Linked DNA regions of Anas platyrhynchos: region 2 is linked to region 1. The links are chromatin contacts, called in public Hi-C maps. All regions are on one chromosome and are shown on one strand. Each heading gives the region's core, a stretch centred on a gene start, on an enhancer-like site or on the middle of the called end of the contact. The rest is flanking DNA. Distances are from core to core; before and after follow the strand shown.

Region 1 (6,623 bases), core at 2,691-5,190:
TGTGGATTTTGTTGAGGTGCTCGCTGTGGTGTTGGAGGGTTCATCTTTTAGGGCTGGTTATAGGTGAAGGCATCGTGGTGAATATGTCAGGGAGGCCCATGTGTGTCCCTTGCCTCTGAGAGTCCTGGAGAGGACGAATCTGTTTCACCTGCATGGAAATCTGGAAGGTGTTTCTGTTTAGTCTCCTGTCCGCAGAGCAGCTGCTGAGGTTTGTGGGGTTTTCTGTACACGCAGCCTTTTAGCACAGAATGGGGATTGTTCTCCTTGGCCAGGTTTGCCTGGGCTTTTGTTGCATAGTGCAGCGTGTAAGCAAACACCGAATTGTTCGGAGTGGAACAATGTTAATGAGGTCACTTCTGCATCGTGGCATGATAGATAACGTGCAGAATAATCTACCGGTTTAGTAATTTGATTTGCTGGCTATTATGTTGTTGCATGGCCGTAATTCTCCATAAGAACTGCCTTCCATATCCTCCTTAATCTATAAATCTCCTCCACTCATTGCATTAGTGGCTTGAGTAGTTGCTGCTTTTTTTCTTTCTGCCAGCATTCGCTGTTTTGTTCGTGCATCCTTCTTATAGCTTTTCCTTAATTTCTAATAATGTTCAGCTTCTTCACTTTCTCAGAACTTGCACAGCTCACTGTGTAATCTCTCCCTTGCGCTTTGCTTAGCAGAGTGTAAACGCATGACCAGGATGGCATTCCCTGTACTGCAAGGGCTGTAGTTAGGGTCTTTTTGTTCTGGTTTGCATCACGGTGCTGCCTAGATGCTCCAAGCACCACCGTGTTGACACTCGGAGGAGCTCACTTGCATCCTCAAAAACCTGAGAACAGAATTTCAGCACTCCAAAATGAGTGTAGCTGTGTGTGAGGACGGCCATAAAAGCAGTGTGGATGTGCTCCACTGTGCCTTGGCATGTTGGCAGGTTGTCTGGGGGCTGTTTCTCTCTTGCCCCAGTTGTGGGACTGTCCTAAGCAGGAGCTCTGGCTGCAGCTGTTTGGCTATAGCTGTGTCTTCCACGGAGGCACTCGAGTGTTGGCACCTGAGCAGATGAGACACGTGGCTGGGGAAAGCTGTGCAGCTCTGCTACCATCACCTCCTCTTGGAAAACCATTCACTGCTGAGCACAAGCAGCTCAGAGCACTTCAATCGTGAAGGCCAAAACCAAGTTCAGTTTCATGCCAGCATCTTCTCCCTTGTCTTTTTTTCCCCTTGTAGCCTGCTCATCTAGTGAGACAGGTCATCTCTGACAGGTGGAGACCATGATGGTCTTTGGCACCTCTCAGTTATACTCTGAGTATGTAACTGTGCAGATTCTGCTCTTACAGCACAAACAGACCAACCTGCATGCAAATGTAGCTTATGTGGTAGTGCTTGGGACGTCTGGAGTGTGTGTGCACCAATGTGTTGGGTTGTGCCCTGTATAGCTTCCCAAATGCTGGTGTGGCTGTGTGATGAGCTGGGCTGATCCAGCCTAGATGTTTTTGTTTTGTTTTTGTCCAACTGTACTCGTTGCTTGGTTTTAACCCAAGTTGTTTCTCGGTTCAATTCTGGTATTGCCAGCATGAGAGAAGTGCCAGAGGGGCAGGAACAAGCAGCAGATGAGCTGGACTGGCTTCCTTCACCTGTAGATGCAGCTCAGCGTGGTTTTGCTACTTCAGCTTTGTGTACTCAGTAGGACACTACAGAAGTCATTTATATTCTGCATGAGGTGAATGTCGTTTTGGAAAGTGGCCATATTCTGCTGATCTATGGGAGTGATACTGGTGTTATTAAAAAATATATATATGATCTTCCCCGAAGATTTTCCCCGTGCAGTGCTGCTCTTTGATATGCTCATACTCGACAGAAGCCTTACACCTGAAAAGGAAGCCCCACGTGGACTTGTGTAAGAAAAGCCTTCAGTGAGGTGTTACATGAAGAGGAGAAAAGGAGCCTGACGGGAAGTGTGGAAATGCCCCAGGAGGAGCATTGTCTTTTTAGCTGACAGAGGCTTCTTTGAAGCACAATGGATTCTTGCTGCTAGTTTTCGGATACTTTTTGGATGACATTTCACAACTTGCAGGTGTCTCGGATTGATAGCAGCGTGATACCAGCTCACTGCTAGGCTTTTTTGAAGTTTGAGTGCTGCAGTGGACCAAACACTTGGTGAGGAAAGCCAGATGCCTTCCCCTGGGCAATTATGAACCATCGCTGCTACCATTGTAACTCTGGAGAAGGTCATGAAATTATCCATCTCTTGTACCATTAGCAATGTATGATAGCAACGAAGGTGATATTTGTTGCTTTTTTGGTCTGTCTAGCTGCTCTGAGGTTGGAATTATTTGGAGACTTAACTTTGAAGAGGACCTTGATGATCAAAGGGAAAAATTAAACCGGGTATTTCACCCGATGTGCAGTCTCTTACTGCCGTGAGAACCCTTCTCACTTCCTAAGATTTTTAAGGGATGCCTGTGACTAAGCCCGCCTCGCTTTCCGTGCTGACAGTGCTCTGTGTCCTGTCCACAGGAGTGCCCAAAATGCCATGTCACCATCGAGAAGGACGGGGGCTGCAACCACATGGTCTGTCGGAACCAGAACTGCAAAGCTGAGTTCTGCTGGGTGTGTCTGGGCCCCTGGGAGCCCCATGGATCTGCCTGGTGAGTTCAGAAGCGTGGTGGGAAGGCGAGGCAGCCACGAGAGAACCTGCATCGAGTTTTGAATTGAACTCTGTGGCATCGGTGTCCCCGTTACAGGTACAACTGCAATCGTTACAACGAGGATGATGCAAAGGCAGCAAGGGATGCACAGGAGGTGAGTCCATAACCTTTGGCGGTGAGGGAGCTCCGCAGCTCTGTGCATGCTTTTAGGCTTTCTGTAAACCTGTAAACCAGCCGCGAGGAATTTCCTGGATTTGGGCACGAAGCCAAAAGACAGTTATGTTCACCAGCAGCTTTGAATTCTTGCCTTGCGCTGGGTGGGGGGAAGGTTCAAAATCACTTCAGTGCAGCGTAGAGAACTTGTTAACTCAGTTGTTATCTGTCATGCTGCCTTGCCTGTTTTATAGCAGCTCCTGCATGAAGTCGTCATAATGCTGTGGGTCTGAGACAGCAATCCCAACGCCCTTTGGAAAATGCTCTTCACTGCAAAGTTCTTAGTGCTAATCCCGAGGAGTTTAAACACAGCAGACCTTTTGAATGTAAATAGAGTAGACTTCAGTTGTTCCAATACCTATACTTGGAGGCCTGACAGAAGTAGAAATTGGGAGTGAAGCTGCAGCTACCTTGAACTGCTTTGTGAATATGGCTAGCAGAGCCAAAGTCTCTTTTAATGGGGAGGGATTGCACGCTGTGTGCTGCAGCTTGCAGAAATCCATTTCCTGCATCTCTGTCAAAGTACCGTTACAGCCAAGAACCAAAGTATTTCCTGCAGCCCCTCCTCCTGCAGATCGGGATGACTTTGGCTGGCGTGTGCTACCTTTGTACATCCACTCTGCAAGTTTAACCATGCCCATGTTGTCCTTGTTTTCAGCTGATCTGTCAGTGAGAAGAAAATAAGATTAATGGCTGTGTATTGAGTCATCTTGGTTCTCTTGTGCTACTTAGCACATCGCGTCTTTCCCCTGCTCTGTAATCGACATGCCTAGGCAACCTAAGGTTGCCCTCTTAACACAAGCACAATAATTGTTTAATTAGAATTCTTTATTAGCCAAAAAAGGAAAATCTGCTCCTGGCTGTCTGTTATGACACTGGAAGCATTTAGGTCCTTGTAACTTGAGAGGGGAGGCTGAAATTAAAACAAAAAAGCTTTAGGCTTCAGCAATGTGATTTCAATTACTTTCAAGGTTGGGAGTGAGGATGCTGCAGCTGTGCTAGGAAGTCCCCTGCATGACAGGGAGCTGCAGAGGGTCTGGCCTCTCCTCTGTGCACAATGTCAGGGTTAACAGTGCCGCACAAAGTGGCGCCGTCTGAATCTGGCCAACGTGTGAGGAGAGGAAACACCTTTGGAAAGGAAGCTCATTCTCAGGGTCAGGAAGAGCTTTGTGAAGGGCTTACTTCTCTTGCAGCCATTACTTTGTTTTAACTATTTGTTCTCTTTTTCCCTAATGGGAATTAACACAGCGATCCAGAGCAGCCCTGCAGAGGTACCTATTCTACTGCAACCGCTATATGAACCACATGCAGAGCCTGCGCTTTGAGCACAAGCTCTATGCTCAGGTGAAGCAGAAAATGGAGGAGATGCAGCAGCACAACATGTCATGGATCGAGGTGCAGTTCCTGAAGAAAGCAGTCGACGTCCTCTGCCAGTGTCGTGCCACACTCATGTACACTTACGTCTTTGCCTTCTACCTCAAAAAGAATAATCAGTCCATTATCTTTGAGGTAGGAGAAAACATGATTGTCAGGAGTTCAGATCACAAAGATAAGTGGCATAGGGGTGTAGCGCTTGGAGAAGCTGTTGTCCCCAGTTGTACAGAAGTGAGTCGTTCTAAATATTGTTGTCTGTAAATGCCCTGCTAGGCATTTTGTAGATCCTCTGCTGGAGGATGAAATACTGCTACTTGTTGCTGCACTCTGAGGGGAAAAAAAAAAAAAGTATTGGGGTTCTGGCTTGAACTGGCAAAAGAATGCATTAAACTTAACGCCAGTGTTTTGCCTTTCCCTGGTGCTGACTTTTTTGCAAGGGCACTACCATTAAAATTGCTCTTGACAACCTACACAGTCTGTTTCACCCGTGAAGCTGTATTGACTGTTTAAGGTTTACAGCAATCCTTCACTGGTCTATGTGCAGAACTTAAGCATAAGGCTTCTGGGCTGTGTGGTCAGGGTGCACCAAACTACTGAACAGTAGTCAAAGCTGTATGTACCAGGAGTCAGTACAGCTGTGCCAATGCTGGGGGGGGGTGTGGAAATAGACTTAAGGGCATAATGGGAGACCATTTGGCTTGTACTGCAATGTAGTAGTAAGGAAAAGATTCCTTAGACTTGCCAGGATATTGCAGATCGAGGGAGGAATAGGGCTTGCTGGGAGATGTAACGGTTCTCTTCTGATCAAATGAAGTTTCTGCTTTTTCAGTCACAGTGCTCAGAGCAGGTTACTGCAGTGTTACATGGTTTATATCTCACCCTGTTCTTTTTTTTTTACTTTGGTTGGATTGACAGAAAAATCTTCCCTTCCATCTAAAAACACTTTTTTTTTTGTCTTTGCAGAATAACCAAGCAGACTTAGAGAATGCTACAGAGGTGCTTTCTGGGTACCTTGAGCGAGATATCTCCCAAGATTCGCTGCAAGACATAAAGCAGAAAGTACAGGATAAGTACAGGTTTGTTTCTGAAAAATCCTCGTATCTCAAAGCTGCTCTAGCACCTGTAATGCCTTCTCCTGTGGTGGGTAGCAGCATGTATTTGCCAAGTTACTGTTTTCTCCAGAGTCATGTCCCTGGGAAGCTGTTTGCTGTTGGCCCTCTGCCATACATTGTGATCATCAGCCTGTCCCTGGGCATCTCAGAACAGCAGTGTCCTGTGCCAGAGCCTGAAATTGCTGGCAGTGAAGCCCTCGTGCAGGGGGCTTCACAGCTGCTGGCAGTGTGTTTTTGTGCCCCTGCTGGGACCAGCCCTCAGGGGAGGTGGCTCCTAGCTCTTCTTTGCATCTGCTCTGCTGAGCAGTAGCTAGAAGGTTCAAGCCCTGAACAGAAAAATCTTGTGACCAAAAGCAAAGGCTCTTCATGCGCTACAGAGAAGGAGCACTGGGGAGTGGCCAGGACCTGCCAAAGGAAAACAAGGAGTGACTTTGTTGTTCCCAACCAACAACTTTGGCCTAGGTTGCATTGCCATAAGAAAGCAGACAGCTCTTCTCATTGTCTTGCTTGCACAGTGTGTCCCCCGAGCAAAAAGTGGGTGCAAAAAAGCTGTACTGAAGAAGAAGGAGAGAGTAACCTCTTCAGCCCTGAAAGGGAGCAGAAGTGGGGCCCAGGTGACAGAAATGCCAGTGCTTTTTACGGTCCCTGGGGAATCGCTTCTGCACAGTGGAAAATTTCAAAGCTGTAAATGTGGATGAGTCACAGGATTATGGCTTGCATTTTTTTGAGGCATTTTGCCAAAGTCGCTAAACTTGTCGTGTCTAGGTTGGGGGCAAAAAAAAAAAATAAATGCCCAAGTAGGGTAAGCTTTAGTGATTAAGGAATGCTGGGGAGTGGAAGAAGCAGCCATTAACTCACAGTGGGCCTGTGGCCAATTTTGCCAAAGGGTCTGGCAGCAGGGCTGGGACTGGACAAGGCTTTCAGACTTCCTCTTTGGATAAGTTTTGTAACTTAGCCTTTAAAATGGCCGCTAAGTTGGAACCTCAGCTCAAGCAGCTGTTTGCTTTGTTTCTGTGAAACTGGATGCCCTTCTAGGGATGGCTACAGCTATCCAGAAGAAATTAAAAATTGTATAGGTTGAATTGCCTGACAACATATATCCTCAGTCTGCCTTCAAGTTTCTGGGAAAACAGTATGCATCTGTCAAGCCTGTGCAGGTCCCTAATTAACTAGTTCAGTCATGTCTTAATCATGTCCTGCGCAGTGCTCTTTGTGTACTGGTTACAGTGATGCAAGATTGAGACCAAGGATGTTATCAAGGTGGTCAGATGGGGTTTAAAAGAC
Region 2 (6,623 bases), core at 1,559-4,058, 39 kb before region 1:
TCGCCAGGTGAAGGATGCAAGCCCTGAACTCTGTTTTCCAGCAGGTGAGCAGGGTAGAGTAGGAGTCCTTGCTGAGCGATTCTGCTTGGGCACAGCTCAAGTCGTCTTGAAGTGCAGAACGCGTGCTAAAAATGCAGAACTAGGTTTGTATGGTTATACCTGAAAGTAGTCAGCTGGTGATACAACTGACTGCCTTGGGTGTTAGTGCCAAGACGCTCAGTGTGTGTATCAACACCTGGAGGCTCAGCTTCTGCGGCCTGTTCTGGGCACGTACAGAACTTCTGGAAGAGCTCAGCATGGCTGTGGTAAGTGCAAATCCCTTCTGCAGCTGATAACTTTGGATCGCGTGTGTTCTTGTGTAACAAAGCACAAAATGCAAGCAGCATTCCTTTGTCTGGCAAACAAATGTGGAGAGGGACTGGGGGGAAAATAGGAGAACTCTCATGAGCAAACGGTCTGCACTGCGCTTCCCTCTGTGGGAGGAACAACATAAGAAGTTAACTCTTAAAAATTGACATCCAGTTCAGGCTCTGGGATCTGCAGACTAGGGAGGTGGAAGGGAATGGTCTGGAACACAAAGAGTTGAGGACCAAGAAGGGAGCGTGTGTGCCAGATCTGTGTCTTGAGGGGCCTAGGGAGAAATCTCCCGAGGCATCGCAAGTTCAGGCTCCAGAACAGGGAGTGACAGCACTTCGCTGATCGATGCATTTCAAAGCTAGAACGAACACCAACTTCTTAATAAAGCGATGGAAGAGCACTCCAGCATGTAGTCAGCATTTCATTTCTCTTCTGGGAGCTCTGACAAGTTCTGGTAAGCCCAGGCAATGAGTCCCTGCCTTACAATGAAAAACGCAGGTTCCTGTTCTGCATTCCTCAATAAACGAACCCAATAGGTGCTATTAATGTGAAATTTGTTTTCGTGTGAAGTGGAAGTCTTCAGGGTAAAATCCCACCTGGTGTGTGCATACAGAAGATTAAGTAACAATTTCTAATTACTATGAAGATCTGATGAACAAACATGTCTGACATCCTTGTTTGGGTAATTAGTAATACTTCTGTGATGACTTGAAAGGCTCTCTGAGCAACTTGGGTTTATTCTTCAATTTCATACATATTTTATGTATGCATTAGCATGTGCTCTAACAACCCTTCTCATACTCAGCTTTATCTTACTTGATAAAGTGATGCGTTTGAAGCTTCCTTATTTGTATTGCTAAGAGGTGAAATGAACACCTGAAGGTATTTTTGTGTTGGACAGATAGCTGATAGTGAAGGCGAGTTTAGTTAGCTATGACAGTTAAGATTAAGTATAACTTGATAAGGTCTTAAACTATTGCATTTAAGCAATGAGATAATTTACTTCCAGATGGGAAATCTGTGCTGTGTATTGCAAATGGGTTTGAAAACTGTATAGAAACTGGTATAAATTTTGAGAAATTAGTAAAAAAAAAAAAAAAAAAAAAAAAAAAAACAACAACAACAAAAAACATGCTTCTTGGCCTGCCGCCTTTAATTTCTGAATCTCATCTGCCTTCTCGTGTTAATAATCCTCTTTGGGGGTCACTACTTGGGATAGAGCCTTTTATCTCTGGTGTTGACTTTTTTGGCTGGGATGCTGTGTGCTCTGGATGTGAATGATAAGGACAGTTTTGAGACACACCAAGTGCTGTTTTTTAACAGCAGCATGGCTTGAAGGAGTTCTCGTGGGTGCTTTGTAGGTAGCTTATGGGAGTGTGCAGGGCTCGGTGCTGTTGCTGCCAGGTTTTGCTGTGTTCCTTAGGGACCCTTCAGCGGGCTTGCAGTCATGGTACTAACAGAGGATGCTTCTAGGAAGAGATTGTGGTGTAGGGACCCATGTTGCTTTTTGGGGTGGCTGAGAAGGGAACTAACTGGAGGGGGGGCACTTGGAGATGTGCAGCAGTTGGAGCAGGTGTGACTGTGCCTTATTCAGTGGCATAAATGAGCATCAACAGAGGAATCACCAAACTCTTTGTGCCTCCAGAACATCCTTTCTTCACTGGTGGCTTCTGTGCAGGAAAGTTTTGAGGTGTAAACAGGCAAAATCACCTCTCCAGTGGAAGTTTTGGCTCGTAAAATGGGATGTTGCTGGGGCTCCGTTTTGCTGGCTATAAAACTGAGTACAACTAAATGAGCAGAGTGTGGTAAGTAAACTGCAAAGTCATCAGTAAGAAGTGGTCTGAGCTAGAAGAGGCTTGTTGGGGAAAGGATGCTGGCAGGTTTTCCTGGTGCAGATGCAACTTCTGCCAGAAAATAGTGCTTCTGCAGGTAGAGCTGCTTTTCTGTGGGGGGAAGTGATAGATGCCGTAACCACATCTGCTCCGGAGCTTTTGCCAAGGTGAGAACGTTGCCAAAGATTATGTCCCCAAGATGCACCGGCGATGACTTCCTGGGCCTGTCAGGTTGAAAAGCACGAAGGTCCCCAACTTTGATTTTGTGTTTTTGTGCGACTTGAGGGTTGTAGGCTCTGCTAGGGGAGACTTGCTCCTCAAGGTGATATCGTGTGTGTGAAACCACATCTGGCCAGCAGCTACTTCAGAGGGTTACGTTCTTCCTGTTTCGTGTCCCAGCTGGGTGAGACTGTCCGTCTTTCTGCTAGCTGCTGCGGCGGTAACGCACGGTGAGGGCTGGAAAAGAGAAGGTGGCAGCAGCAGCAGCAACACGAAGAAATGAAGTCAGCCCAAGGAGTGTTTCTGCTTGAGAATTACGGTGCATGTTGCTGTCCTGGTAAGCGGCGAAGGCTCCTCTCTGCCCACTGACTAAAAGTGTGCCCTGCCTTGAGCAGGGGACGCCATCGGAAGCAATAAGGGCTGGAGGGGAGAGATATGGAACTTTTGGATGCTCACCAAACCCAGACCTGGGGAAGGAAGATAAGATGGAAGGACGTTAAGGATTTCTCCCTAAAAATTTGCTTGCGAAGTGCCTCTGGCTAAACATTCTTCTGCCGAGTCCGTGTGTGTCATCAGTCACATTGTCTGACAGGCTGAGCGGCTGTGTGCCACCTGTGGCCCTGTCTCAAAACTTACTTGAGATAACCTGGCCGCTGCAGTGAGAGGTGGTCTTGTATTGGGGTGGGATTTGTTTAGCTTTCGTGGTAGATTTTTAAGTGATTGATTTTTGAGTGCTACTCGAATGCTGCTCATTGAAGTTATTTTGCCCTACCGTTTTCTGCTCATTGTGTACCTTCTCTGTTGGAAAATGTTAATTGCAATGTTCTGAAGAGGAAGCCTGGATTCAGGGCACGGGCTGCACAGGTGTGGTACTTCAAGATGTTGGAGCAGAGAGCATTTCCCCTGCAAGCACCTCTGAACCCAGGAGCTCTGCCTTTTGCTAAGGGGGTTAGCCTGTCCTTTTGTTCAAACTTCTTCTCGGAAGAGCAAAGCGCCGTGTAACCAAGCACTGCAACAGCTGCCGGGACAGAAGAGCCATGTTTGTGCCAGCAGCATCCTTTGGGGTGAAGGTGTGCTCAGGATATCTGTGGAAATGATTGATTTTAGAGGAGTCAACATGAAGGCAGTGGGCTCAAGGCAGGCACAATTTGGTTGGATTCTCTTTCTCCTGTGATAAAGCTCTCATCTGTCTGTGTGAGCATGCCGTGATGGTATAGATATTCCCCATTGTCTTCCACCTGCTTTTATCAGGAACCAGATTCCCTGACGGTTTGAGACGTATTTGAGTTGACTATTGCTTGGTTCTGATCCTCTGCTTGCATGCTGTCTGAAGGCAGCTCACTCGTTCTTTCATAATCATCATCTGGAAGAACTGTTGAGACCAGGAAAGGGCAGTTGGAGATACCAGAGACCGTTCCAGAGAACTTGCAGCGCTTAATCCAGAAAATCAATTAGTTGTTATTGTTTTCTTGGCACATGTTTGAGCCCAGAGGCAGATCTGCTATAGAAATTGTCTACGGGAAAGCAAGCACAAGTTGTCAGGAATTTGCCCTTCCTGGCGTGCGTCGCTGCCATGGGTGTCAGGAAAATGTTCTCATCTGCTCTGCCTGACTTCTGCTGCACACTTGAAGTATGTCACGGTATTGTTACTTCTTCACTGGATTTTTTTTTTTTCTCCCAGAAAAATCCAGTCTTTTGACATCACAGAAATACTGCAGGATACTCTTCCAGGAAGGACTTTGGTGCAGGTACCTTGTGGGATAGGCGTTTTTCAGTCAGTTCTGTTCTAGTATACAGATTTTTAACGCAGAGTAGCAGATCTTTGGGAATGAAGTGATGGGTTGGTTTCTTTGAGAAGAACACGTGGAATGTTTTTGTTTTGTAAAACTGACATTAAAAAAAAAAAAAGGGTTTCATAACCATTGTGCATGGTCGTATGGTACTGGACTGATTTCCTCCTGGGGTGAATTCCAGTTTCTGCCTTCTTCACAGGTCTGCTGGCAGCATCCTTCTGAGGCAGCAGAACTGCCTGTTGAGTGCTGCAGTGGTTTAACCAGGTGCTTAAGCAGCAAAAATGAAGTTGTGTTACCCAAGGGCATGCAAAACCCATGGAGAAGGCCCAGCTATTGCTGAGCAGGGTCGAGGCAGCCTGCTCCTTATGGTCCATGAGCTGCTGGGCCTTGTGGAGCTGGCAGAGCAGCGCCTTTGCTACTTGATGGGGAGGAACAGCGCCAGGTTCCTGCCGAGAGGTACTGAGCCCATGGAACGGGTAAAGTCCTGTGGGTGAGTCTGGCTCTGGACCAGAATCCGGCAATGCACAGTGCTGACTGTGGGGAAAGAGCAAAATTAATGTTCTGATACGCGTCTGAGGGAGGAAAAAGAAGCAGGGACAGCTTTTTTTGTGATAGCTCACACTTCTGTAAAATGATTTAAAGGAAAAAGCATTTGTACGGCAATGTTCCCTTTTCAGCTGTATTCCTTTACCATCTTCTCCCTGCACGCAGGCCAGGCTCTGGGGGTGCCACGGGCAGATCTGGGCTTTCCCAGCAGCAATTTGTTCTGAAGTTGAGGTGAGCACCCAGAGAAGACAGCATTTCCCCCCAAACCCCAACGTGCTGTTTTGGGTTGCTTCAGTAATGTGCATCAAATCATACCTTGATGAGCTTTCAAGCCTTCAGGACCAGATGATCTGGCAGGAGAACCCAACTTGGACATGTCTGGCACATGGCTCTGGGCAGTGATCTCCCAAACAGAAAAACTTGTTGGAAGCAGGACCCTCTTGTCCAAGTTGTGCCAACTTGGCTGTCTGGCCTCACCATGATCTTGGTCCCAGAAGTGGTCTGGGTTAAAATAAACCAGGAAACCCCTTCCCTGGGTCAGTGCCTTCGTCTGCTTCACTTGTAGTTGTGCAGGCAGTCGTGCTCCCACCGCGGAGAGGTCAGCAGTTGCACGAGCTTGTGTTGCTGCCAAAACAAATACTTTCAGAGCTGCTTCTGGTAGCAGTGGGATGCAGCTGCTTCAGAGCAGGTTCTGACGAGCCCGTTTTACTGCTCTGCCCGGTCACTGTCCTGTTTGTTCTTCCAGTCAAAGGTACTGTCGGTGCACAGGCACTGGAAAGGGTTCAGGAGGGCTTTTTCCATTCTCAGAGTGTAAGTTTTTTCTAAAAACGCTGCTCTTTGCAGCCCTGTTGCAGAGCTGAGGGGTTATGGTACCCATTGCCCCCTCGCTGAATTCCACCGCTGTCATTTGGGGTCATTCCTTTCCGTGGCAAAATCAGCTTTTGTGTTCCTCTTGAATCAATATTGTTCGCTTTCCTTCAAGCTCCGTGCTAGTGAATTGTCTTATTGGTTTGAGACAAAGATTGAACCCATAACCTTGCATCTCTTCTGTGGGACTAAAAGTATCGATTGCTGCTGCTTTCTGCTATTGAGGTGCTTGTGGTCTAGAGAAAACCAACACTTTTCCTCTGTATTTGGCACAATTGGATCTGTTTGCAGTACATTTACATGAACAGTGCAGCAACTGGTGGGTCAAAACGAAGTGGAGTGGGGTGAGAAGCTTTGTAGTGCAGGCTCAGAGGGGACAGAAGGGGAAAAATTGGAGCCTGGAGGTCTGGAAGAGCAGTTCTGTGTAACAGCAGGAGGGGATGGGGCTGAAATACACGTTGTGGATAGTGCTTGTGGTAGTGATACACGGTGGATGAGCAGGGAAAGTGATGGCACCTTGTTGATGATTTGGGAACCAGAGGGCTCTGAGTGCTTTTTCCGAATACCCATCTGTTTGTTTCAGTGACTTCTCACCCTAACAGCAGCAGTGCTGTGAGGCACGAGATGTTGGCTCAAGCTTTGGCCTGAGGGGGAAGTGGTGGTTACCGAAGACCTGACCTCTGCCTGGATGAACAGGTGGGCCCTTTGCATTCAGGAATGCCAGAACTATTTTTGGGTCACGTATGGGGCGCCTAAAATCACCCCTTCTACAGCTCAGCTGCTGCGCCGTGTGCTGTTTTCTTCCGCAGCAATGGGAGACTTTAGGGAGCCACCAAAATAGTAAACTGAACGAATTATATGGAAATGATGCCATCACCTTCTCCTACTCTTTTAAGGCAAGTCTTTGCAAATTGGTGAGTGGGAGGCAATGGGTTGAACAAACCCATTCGGAAACACGCTCGGCACCCGTGTGCTCCCACTCCGCTTCTCTCTCACTGTGTCAGCTACA

What was found. A called contact is a pair of places that touch in the nucleus more often than the background predicts.
Region 2: a contact with region 1 is called in a Hi-C map of subcutaneous adipose tissue, with 1.7 times the contacts expected there. The contact joins two enhancer-like sites. A contact is called at or near these places in 3 of 8 Hi-C or Micro-C datasets (skeletal muscle, small yellow follicle and subcutaneous adipose tissue).

Annotation. Positions count from the first base shown.
Region 1 is chr11:13,513,853-13,520,475 of IASCAAS_PekinDuck_T2T, reverse strand. ARIH1 (ariadne RBR E3 ubiquitin protein ligase 1) reads left to right here. Exons shown (of 14, transcript XM_027466213.3): 10 at 2,510-2,640; 11 at 2,737-2,794; 12 at 4,102-4,362; 13 at 5,191-5,303. Among named protein-coding and RNA genes, the nearest start is that of BBS4, 6.8 kb to the right of the region's middle. Within about 2 kb of position 3,940, at least 1 of the 8 cell types and tissues checked has an H3K27ac peak or open chromatin away from gene starts, as enhancers often do. A contact at or near this core is called in subcutaneous adipose tissue, where this site is marked.
Region 2 is chr11:13,551,581-13,558,203 of IASCAAS_PekinDuck_T2T, reverse strand. The region is part of intron 1 of ARIH1 (ariadne RBR E3 ubiquitin protein ligase 1); the gene reads left to right. Among named protein-coding and RNA genes, the nearest start is that of ARIH1, 11 kb to the left of the region's middle. Within about 2 kb of position 2,808, at least 3 of the 8 cell types and tissues checked have an H3K27ac peak or open chromatin away from gene starts, as enhancers often do. A contact at or near this core is called in subcutaneous adipose tissue, where this site is marked.